2 separate regions of the Capra hircus genome follow, and region 2 is linked to region 1. Evidence: chromatin contacts called from public Hi-C data. All regions are on one chromosome and are shown on one strand. The core of a region is the stretch at or near the end of the contact, and the rest is flanking DNA. Distances in the headings are between cores, read along the strand shown. Region 1 overlaps LOC102181078 (a long non-coding RNA gene). Region 2 has its middle 140 kb from the start of INSIG2.

The links. Hi-C and Micro-C count contacts between places; a contact is called where the count stands out from the background.
Region 2: a Hi-C map of liver shows a contact between it and region 1, with 4 times the contacts expected there. The contact joins two enhancer-like sites.

Annotation. Positions count from the first base shown.
Region 1 is chr2:65,518,145-65,523,326 of ARS1.2, forward strand. LOC102181078 (a long non-coding RNA gene) reads right to left here. Exons shown (of 3, transcript XR_001919440.1): 2 at 1,802-1,874. Among named protein-coding and RNA genes, the nearest start is that of EN1, 11 kb to the right of the region's middle. Within about 2 kb of position 3,202, at least 1 of the 5 cell types and tissues checked has an H3K27ac peak or open chromatin away from gene starts, as enhancers often do.
Region 2 is chr2:66,246,715-66,251,896 of ARS1.2, forward strand. No RefSeq gene overlaps it. Among named protein-coding and RNA genes, the nearest start is that of INSIG2, 140 kb to the right of the region's middle. Within about 2 kb of position 2,302, at least 2 of the 5 cell types and tissues checked have an H3K27ac peak or open chromatin away from gene starts, as enhancers often do.

The DNA of each region.
Region 1 (5,182 bases), core at 1,952-4,451:
TGCGGAAGACCTGGGTTCAATCCCTAGGTTGGGAAAATCCCCTAGAAAAGGGAAAGGCTACCCACTCCAGTATTCTGGCCTGGAGAATTCTATGGACTGTATAGTCCATGGGGTCGCACACCCAGCTTCTCATTATAAGGAAGAAATAAAAAGCAAAGCCTATATTTAGCTAAGAAAGTGTGAAATGGCAAGTTCCAGAATTCCTTTTACCTGTGCATTTGTGTTGTGTGTGTGTGTGTGTGTTGTCAGTGTTGATGTTGTGATTCTCCTCAGTTTTGACCGTGAAATATCACATAGCCTAAACGCCAAAGCCTAACACTGTCCCTGTTAACAGCATTCCTATTTGGATGTCTTAAAAAGATACCTAGGAAACCACCTATTTCTGTTTAATCTGCAAAAAGTTTTAGTTTTAAAGGTAAGGTGTTTTTGCGTTACTGAAGCCTAGCTTAAACAGTACAAAGTACTTTGTTTTAAAAGCTTAACTACACAAGAATTTGTTTCCTTTGAATAACAACAACAAAAAAAGAGTCAGCTATTTTCTTCTCCAACAAGGAGGGGTATGTCATCACATAGCAAAAAAACCTGAAAATCCAACCAAATTAGGACTGACAAAAAATGGCAGCTGGAAAAGCCTGAAATTGTAACCTATTCTCCAAGTCACAGAGAAATAAAATGAGGGCAAGTTCAAGGATGAGAAGTATCAGCAAAGTATCTAGGTTTTGATTCTTCAAAACCCTTGAGAGGCCCAGTGATTTCTGGTGGAAATTCCCAAAACCCTCAATCATGAGTCACTGTAGTCTGTTGCCCCCTGAGCCTCCACTGGTTTTGGCAGACATCAGCACCCCATATCTCCAGCCCAGCACTGGTGGGGAAGCTCTGATTGGGAGAAGATGGGGCTGAGGGACGGGTGGTAGTGAAATGACCTTATAAGGCAACTTTAAGCCCTGGAGAAGGCCTGGTATTTCATCAAACTAGAAAAATGTTAAGACCTGAGACCTCCTGCCTCTCCCATTGAGAGTCCAGAGAAAGAGGGAGATGTGTTTAAGGACATCCTTCTATTTAAACATGAAGGGTAACCAGGGTAATCCCCCTAATGGTTCGATCTTAAGCAAGCTCTGGAAGATGGAAGACATCCAGCTCACAAAGGTCAGACTTTGATTTGAGTGCACCGTGGAGCTGGTCAGAGCCTGGAAGAAGCAGAATCCAACATGGGGGTATCCATACCTTGGGAATCACCAACTTCCCATTTTACAGGCGATGGACTTCAGGGTCAGAGAGGGAAGTAACTTAAGGACTCCCAGCCAGGATTAAGCCCAGTCTGCTTCCCAGGTGATGGGGGCAGGACCTGGAGTGGGAAGGAGTTCCCACCTTCCACCTGGCCACTCAAACCTGCGGCTCTGTGGCAGAAAGAATGGGTGTTCCCTGGGATTCTCATAGACATGCACATTGGGGTTTAGCGCTGAGCTGTCTGGGATGTGCTTCCTGGCACATAATTACCACCATCAAGATTATTATTAGCATTAGGCGTTTACATGACACTTAATATTTCCAAAGCATTGTACTGCCGTTTAATTGGTTTTTCCTTGCAACATTCCTGTCAAGTCTGCACTTGATAGCTGGGAGACTGACGGGGGCAGGCAGGAGAGGTGAGGGGAATAAATGCTAAAGGTTGATGGAGAAAGGGGGATGGAAGCACTGTCTCTTGGCTTTCCTTCTCTGATGACCTAGGGAAAATAAATAACCTCCCATACTCCCTGCAAATTCTGTACTCCCAACCCCTAGGTCCCCACAGTCAAGGTACCTGTAACTTCCAGGAGGTAGAGGATGCGAGGAGAATCTCTTCTTTGGTGTATTTTGGCTCAAGGTTCAGATATCTTCCAAAAAAAAAAAAAAGACCCATGTCAGTTCAAGATCACATTCATTCAGAATTGTTGACACCTTCAGTTTCTTGCCAAATCTCAACTGCACTGCAAATTTACAGAGTTGTGATTTCCAGACCTAAGACAGCCTTCAACAGGAAGACTTTTAGCATTTGACAAGTCCTAATTAGGTTTGTCAAAATTGAAAAGTAGTGCAGGCCAGCGGGCACTGTCTCTTGCTGGCCAGTGGGCCTCAGAGTTGGGCTATGAAAGGGGTGGCTTCTCCGCTCACTCCTCATCTGAGAGCCCTGCTGGGGTCTGGAGAAATCAAAGGTGCCCCCTCAGTGACAGACACCTTGCAGCAAAGCTTCTAGCTCTGCTCCTTGGGTTCAAGGACAAAGCTGTGGGAAAGGGAAACACGAGGGAGCAAAGGCTGAAAGACTAAAAGTCCTGGCGGTTAGCTGAGGGAGATAGCACTCTGGGGTCCAGCCCCCTCTTCTCAGCCCACCTGCACTTTTCTGAAGCAAGCTGAGAGCCCACCTCCTTTTCCTCTGCCTGGAAAGTTCTTTCACCAGGGCCTGGGTGAGTTGGAGCCAACCATCAGCACAACCCCTTCCACGTAGCACCAGCTGAAGGTTCTCAAGGACGGCAGAGTTTCTCACTGGCCTGCAGAGGACCTGGAGCCAAGGTCGAGGGGAGTGGACGCCCATCTCCTGTCAATTCTGATCCTAGGTCCCCTCCTTCCCTCTCCATCCTCAGCCTCATCCTGGTGAGTAAGAAGGGCTGCTGGAGCCTGGGAGGGGAGCCTGGGAGGGATGAGGGATGATGGCTAGGAAAGGCTGGGGAACCCGGGTTTTGCCACTGTCCTCCTCCACCGGCCCTGGGACATGCGAAAGTGGCGGTGGGACACTTGAGGCTCAGGTCTGGGAAGCCTGAGGACTCGTCCTCTCAGCGGGACTCAAGCTCTCTTCACGCCCCAGCTAGAGTCCCCACCTGCTGCGGGAAAGCAAGTCTGGGAAACACTGGGCGTTGGCGATCACTCTGGCAGCCAGCTGCCGAGACTAGACACTGAAAATGGAGGTGCGGGTTGGGCTGGTGGGGTCGGGAGTGGGGGTTCCCAGCAGCTTCGACCTGCCAGGACCAGCGTTTTTGCCCCCGCAGCCCGCTGCAGCCAACCAAGAATGAGTCCACGCGGGGCCCCTTCCGAGATCACTGAGCTCGGAAGCACGAAGAGCACCAATACCCTCAATGACTGGCTGCCCGACTGCGCTGCACCCGGAGGGACTGTCTGAGTGACAGAAACGGAAGGTCATCTCCCTGCAGAGGATTCCAGTCCCTTCGAGGACGAGCGATCTGCCTACCCGCGGAGAGAACTCAGAAGGCCGGGCCGACGTTCACCGGAAGGAGCTCCGCAGCCCACACGAGTCCCGCCTGGCTAGAGCGGCTGGGATCATCGAGGCCGCCTCCGTGCGGAGAAAATGATAACACCCCCGTCCTCCCTGGGCGCCCTGAACAGACTTTCCCCCGCTCCTCCCAGAGCTGGGGATCAATTCTGCTCTTCGTTTTCCGCTTGCTGTGAGCATCCCCTCGGGCTACGTTATGACTCTCCGAGCCTCGATTTCCTCCTTTGTAAGTTGGAGAAGCAGTGCCACACTTCTCAATAGGTTACTGTAAGCGTTAAATGAACTAACCCCGAAGAAGAGCTTAGAGCTGCTCCCAAAGCACACCGCTGCATGCTGGATACCCTTATTCAGCATCCTTACCTCCTCTTAAGGGGCCCTTCCATCTGTTTGTCTCTTTCCCCTTGCCCCCTTCCTTCCCTCTCCCCCCCATCTCGATCCCTCGCCCGCATTCTCCCCTTTCCTTGTTTCTCTCCTTATCTCTCTGTCTCTCCGGATGGCTTTGTAGACCCGCAACATCTGAATGAAATGTGCAAAATGAATCCGTTCTTTTTCTTCTGTCGGTCCCTCCACAGAGGCGAATCTGAGCTGTGTACTTTGGAGCCAGCGTTTTCCGCACCAGCGCCGCCGAAGTTCCCACGTCTCGATCAGCTCCTCGCAGCGCACTCTTGTCTGGCATCTTGTGATTCCTGAAATCTGGGTTTCTTGGCCCAGCTGGGAAAGACAAGGAGGTGGTGGGTTGAACACTGAGTCCCTGCTGCCCCTCGGTCCGGCTGGGCTACAGCGATCACGCGGCCACCGTGCTTAACCCACAGCTGCAGCCGCGGTGCCGCCGTGGTAGGCCCAGGCTTGGAGCTCGCATTTCCTGGGCCGACATAGCTTAACGGGATGGCCACCAACTCCGGGGCCTCAGCACCCAAGCCAGAGGGCACAAAGTTCCATGGGTCAGATCTGAGAGGCTGGGAAAGCGCCCGTGTCACAAGCAATGTGAGTTCCGCGCTGCCGAGAACCGGGACTGCGAACTTTTCGCCGGCCTCTGAGTGCAGCTCGAAAAATTCCGAGCCGCACAGACCGCCAGGACGTCAGGGCCAGGTCACCAAGTACACCAAGGGCTCGGTTCGGGTTCACAAGGACAAGTGACCAGACCCTTGATTTTTCCATCTGCAACTAAGAACTTTAACCACTGGCCCTGAATCTCAATGTGCGCGGGTTGTTTAGACGCTGAAATTCACCGCTTCCACTTCCGAGGAGCCGGCGGCCCAGAACGATTCTTGGATGCGCAAACTGGAAGACGAGAAACGTCCCTTCCATCCAGAATGAAAAGGGTCCCAGATTCAAAGTGGCAGCCCTTCTCGGTGTCCCATGGGGAGTTTCTATTCCCGGGGGAGGGGAAGCGTGGCCTCTGCCCAACCATCCTAACAGGCAACGGATCCAGCCTCGCGCTGCCCCTGGCCGTTGGGAAGCTGAAGAGGAGGTTAGCGGGCCCTGCCTGCTGCTCCGTCAGGTGCAGACCTTTCCGGAGCGCCCCAATTGGCACGTCTAATTTGGGCGCAGGCAGGCTGCCCCAAGCTTGAGTGCCGGCCCTTTCAAAAAGCACCCACAGCGGGCAACCTTCCCTTCCCTCCAGTTTCACAAACCTGAAATTCCAAGCAGAAGTCACGCTTTCTCAGGATAACCAGAGGAAAATACTGCCCCCCACCCCCTTCTTTCCGTTCTTTATTAATTTCATGGTGAGTTTTAGGGGAAGTGGCTTAAGGTCTGAGCGATCCTCCTTTGGTCTCAACGCCTGCCTTTTTTGCTCCATCTACCTAGGAGTCTCCAGTCAGGAGCTACTCCGACCCCACCCCAGGAGTTTCAGAGTGTCCATGGCTTCGCCGGTTGTTCTAGCCGGTCTAGCTTCTGTTCTTCCTTGACCTCTCTGAC
Region 2 (5,182 bases), core at 1,052-3,551, 730 kb after region 1:
GCCCTCACCCCTCCTGCCTGCCACAGCCTCCCCACTGGGATCTCAGAATCCATGCTTTCTCACAACCCCAAACCCTGCCTGGCATCAGCTCTAGTCTCACCCCTAAACTCAGCACTCAGACCTCCCCTTGTTGATGGGATCAAGTCCAAAAGTCTCAGCCAGGCTGTAGCTGTCTCCTGTTTCATTCCTGCCTTATCTCCTTCCATCCCCTGAAAAACTAACTTGCCATTGCCTTGTGATGGTGAAAGCCTGCTGTTCTCTGTATCATCAGTGTCCTCTCCCACCTCTGCTTACCAAAATCTCATTCAGCCTGCAGGTCCTAGGAACCCCAGTGCTACTTCTTCCAGGAAGTCTCTGCTGCTTACTCAAGCCAGACATCCCTCGTTCCCTTGTCAGAGCTCCTCCCTACTACAACCTCAGCCCAAGCCACCACTGCCACATGTCCTTGCTTGTCACAGTGCCCAGAGACTAACGGACATATTCTTTCAGGCTTAAGGCCACATTTCATTGTTTATCTCTCACAACACAAAGCATTTTATCTTCCACATCCAAGGTGCTCAATAATTATCTTTTGATTGAATGAAAGGGAAAACAAACAATAAAAACACTCAATTTTTAAAGTCAGTGCCTTCTGAGACATTCAGCAGAATTCAATAGGCTGAGAACTGAATTCACCAATTCTGATTTCTTCTCTGGATGTTAATTTGAAAGTTCCCTGATACCTTGTGCCTCAGTTTCCCCATCTGCAACCACATGACAAAAACACTTCTTAACCTGCTTCAACCAGGCTATTTCTTTTCCCCTAAAGGGTGGCAATGCCATGCTTGTTTTGCTTTGTATTGTGTTTTCTTTTTAAGCAGGCTAAGTACACAGAGACCTGGAAGGTTCTGTTTGGAAGAGAAAGACCCTGGGCCCGTTGCCTGGAGTTCAATGCCAGCCCACAGAGGTTCTCTCACCAACCAGAAAGGAAACAGCTGTGGTGACAGATGTTGCTGGTGCTGATTCTTGCAGGGTTGTTTGCCTTCAGATTTCCCAGGCAGTCTCAGTTTTTTGCAGTCAGTCTCCTTTGACAGGTTTCCCCAGGTCTTCAAGGGTGTAAACAAGCCACCTCCTTGCCCCATGCATTGCATCTGTTTCCTCTCTCTACTCAACAAGCACACAGATAAGGGACATCCACCCACCATGCGTACTCCCCATGCCCAGGAGACTTCATTTTGAACATGAACAGTGGCCTGGGGAGAGAAACCTTTTCATTTCTCCTTAGGTTGCTTTGTGTTTTGGTAGGTGTGTGGGTTGGGGGAGTGGGGGGTGGGGCGCGGTGCAGGGAGGTTGGTGTAGGAGGTAGGGATGTCCGGCTAAACCTTATCTAAGGCCAGTATCTCCAAAGATATGCAAACTTCTGATCCCACCGGGGACTTCAACTGAATACCAAAAAGGGGGGTCTTTGTTCCCTCTAAACAGACTATTTACTTTGAGCTGGTAAAATGAATTAATGAAAGGAAATGACACCTTCGGCTTCTGGGGGAGGGGTGGTAAGTGAAATCGGGAGTGAAATCCCTCCCCTCAAATAAAAGGGAGGATGAGGATGAAGGGTGGCGGGGGAGGGTGGATCCCATAGGGTTCTCTAAGACAGACTCGGCTAGAACACAGGTTCCTCTTTTCTGGGATTAAAAAATCGCCTCATAATACTGTAAGGCCCATGTATATGCAAGCAGTTGGGAGTTATTACGGACCTAAAATAGGAAACCATTCGCTTGATCTTTTGCTTCAATCCTATTAAGGGCCCCCTGGAGCTCGAGAGAGATACCAGCCTGTCATGTCCCTGTTGCTGTGACGACCCCGTCTTTATAGAACAAGAAAGAGAAATGGTAGTGATTGGCAGACCTTGCTTGCCCCCGTATGTAACACAAAGGGCGACAAAACGAAGAGGAAGTGAGGCCCTTCTCCGAGGTCCGACACTTCTTAACCCTACACCACCTTCCACCTGGCCCCAAGGCGCCCCCGCTCGCCTCCTCCAAAGGGAAGGGGGGCCGGGGGGCCGGGGGAGGGGGGGTCCCAGCAGCCTAATGTTAAGTGCTAATGTCCAAAGATCACAAGTTACTTTTTTGTGTAATCCCGAGTAATACCATAAGGTAAATATATATGTATGTATGTATGTATGTATGTATGTATGTATATATAAAGCCTATCATCTATCAACTTCTTGAAGGGAGGAAAGGAGCGGTCCAGGCGTTTCCAGCCCCGGGCCGGGCCGGCGACATTGTCAGCCGGGCACTGTTTGCCCGACATAGGAGGTGGGGGCTCTCTCGGGGGCTGGAGGCGGCCAGGGCCTGATAAATCCCACCATATGGTGCCAGACTCCGGCTCCCCGACCATAAATCACGACCTCCCTCCTCGGGATTTCTGGCCGGGCTCCTCCGATTCCCGAGAAAGTGCCGGAAAAGTGCAAAAGGCTGTTAAGCGCCAGGTTTCTCCGCGGTCTGGGGCAGGAGGGGGCGGGCGCCCGGACCGTGTCCTCGAGACCCGCGGGGACAAAGGCCCTAGTCCGCCGCCCGGTCCCATCGAGGCCCGAGGTGGCCCAAGGAAGCCAGCTGACCCCAGAAGCGGAGGCTTCGGGGTCCGGCCTGCCCCTTCCTAGGAGCGCGGGCCAGGGCCCGAAGCGGCCCAGCCGCGGCCGGCCGGTGCGCCCCTGGAGCCCGCGCGCAGGCCCCGCTCTCACGTCCGCCAGCAAGGTCGCCGCGCTCGGCTCCGCGACCCGCCCGGCTCGGCTCGGCCGCTCCCTGCAGCCCCAACTAGTTCGCAATCTCATCCCGGAAAACTCAACCCCAAACCGTCGCCGAGGCCCCGGGTTGCTCTGAAATGTACACGGATTAGAAGTCCAAGATGATTTCCGGCGGGGGGAGAGGGAACAGCTTTGTGCCCAGGGCTCGTCTTCCTGACTCTTTGATGCGGGGAGAAGAGGGAGAAAAGGAAAAAAGAAAAGAAGAAAAAAGTTTCTTTTGGGGGAAGCAGTGCAATAGGAAATGAAGATCCGCTCTGTAGTTTAGCTGAAAGGAAACGCTGTCTAATCCTGACACGTATCGCATTTAAAATAAAACTCTTTTATCTTCTGGCGTGCCGAGCCCCCCAAACATTGTTCGGACTCCTAGAGGGGGAAAGACGTCATAAAATGAGAATTTGTTTCATTGTGGGTCTCTCTGCCAACAGGAGGCTTTTAAAGGCACGCCAAACAAAGCGGGTGCCAGGAGGGGGCCTTCCCAGGTGAGCCGGAGAAGGGCCAGCAGCTCCTCTCCGGTCCGGGCAAACGCCCGAGAAGAAGTTGGGGAATAAAACCGACTCTTCCTCCTCGTAACCCCCCAAGTTTCCTTTCCAAGACCCTGTCCCTCTCCCAAATAAATTACAAGCGACTGTCTTCCTACGCCAAGCGCCTTGGCTTCACAATAAGCCCCGCAGATTTTTAAGAAAAGATGTTGGGGTTTGGAAATGGGACTAGAGGGACGTGGGACTCGCCGCCGTCCTGGGTTCAGTGTTGTTGGTTCCTTTCCCGCCAGGCGTGATAAAGGAAAATATTTTAACTGCATCCTAGAAGCTTGTTTTTAATTCTGGTGTTTTTTTCTTTCTTTTTTTCTTCCAAGAAACAGATCAAGAAAAACTAATTACAAGGCACGGCACCGAAGTTAAATGAAAATGTAACCCGGCAATACGGAGAGCAAATTAATTTTTTAAAAGATAGATTTTAGTTAGGAAAAGAAAAATACATTGTTTTCCCTGGTAACATTTGTTAAAACTAGGCTCGATTTGGGGCTGAAAAATCAGTCCTAACCCAGAACTCTGAGGTCGTTCCCTGAGTGCGTTGTCTTTAGAAATTCTAATTTTAAAATGTGCAAGCTTTCTTTTGGGTCTTTGTTTTGGTTTGTATATGGAAAGGTTTGGGGGTTTTAAATTTTTGTTTGTTTTGTCTTGATTTGATTCAAAATACTCCCTCTCAGTTTAGAACGAGAAGGGAGGTCCTGGAACCTGGGAGGATATAGGAAAGTATTTTTTTTTTTTTGAAAGCACCCCAGTTGATATTTTATTGAAATAATTAATTAAAAAAAAAAAACCACAAACTTTCTCCCTTTTAGGTGGACGTCACATTTCTAAAAATGCTCTTGACTAGTGGGAAAGTAGGCATCGGCCAGACACATATCTAAGTTGGTCTAAAACAGGGCTTGCTCACAGCGGCTCCCTTCACGCCAAGTGAGAAAGGTTTTGTTATTTCTGTTGTTAATGATGGAGTTTTTGTTTTCATTTTTGTTTAACACTCTTTTGGGGTCTCTGCATTCTATATTATCTTCCAGAGGGAAGGTTCAATTTTCATTTCAAAAATGCACAAACTGCCACACAAAAAATGGAAGTCATAGTATATACTTCATGCTAAAGATACTTTTAAAAGTCTAAATGTCAAAATATGATAATAAATATTTTCAAATGGAATGAAATACATGTCTGAATAACTACTTCCTGGCTGTTTGTCAGAGTCTCCAACATATTTCCTTCATGCAGTGTTTGTCTGAAGCCATTACGAACTCCATCCTGTTAATTTTTTACATTGAGATATTAAAAATTATCTTTCTCAAATCTTCATCCCGTTTGCTTTGTTTTGGCTTGTCGCCTAGTTTGATCCACATCGAACTAAATTTGGCAGCAAATATGTTGATAAGTATTATATGAGTTATTTGGGTTTTTTAAGATGAAATTTTAAGTCTGTTAATTTATTTCTAAATATGAGACTCCCCCCCCCCCGCCCAACCCTGTTTTACTGTACTTGTACAGAGCAGGGCGCAAGTAAAAAAAAAAAGAAAAAAACCACGTCCTCTTTTACTGTATCGGCAGTGAATTTGCGCCACCTTCTGGTAGGTTAGAGAAAGACGAAAACACTGCGACTTCTATAAAAGAATTCTTTTACTCCCCCTGCTTCTGTGAGCATTGTCCTATTTGTATCTGAAGTCAGAGCCCCAGTGAGCTTCTCTGAAAATACACAGCAGATCTCTTACAGCCTGATTTTATGAAGATTCTCTGAACCAAGAAACAGTTTTTTTTATCCCATTCTTAAAAGAGCTCACAAATTCCCTTACTGGCTCCCGCATGTTCATTTACTGAAATGCCTGGCAGGGAAGTAAAAGATGAGTCCTATTCTGTT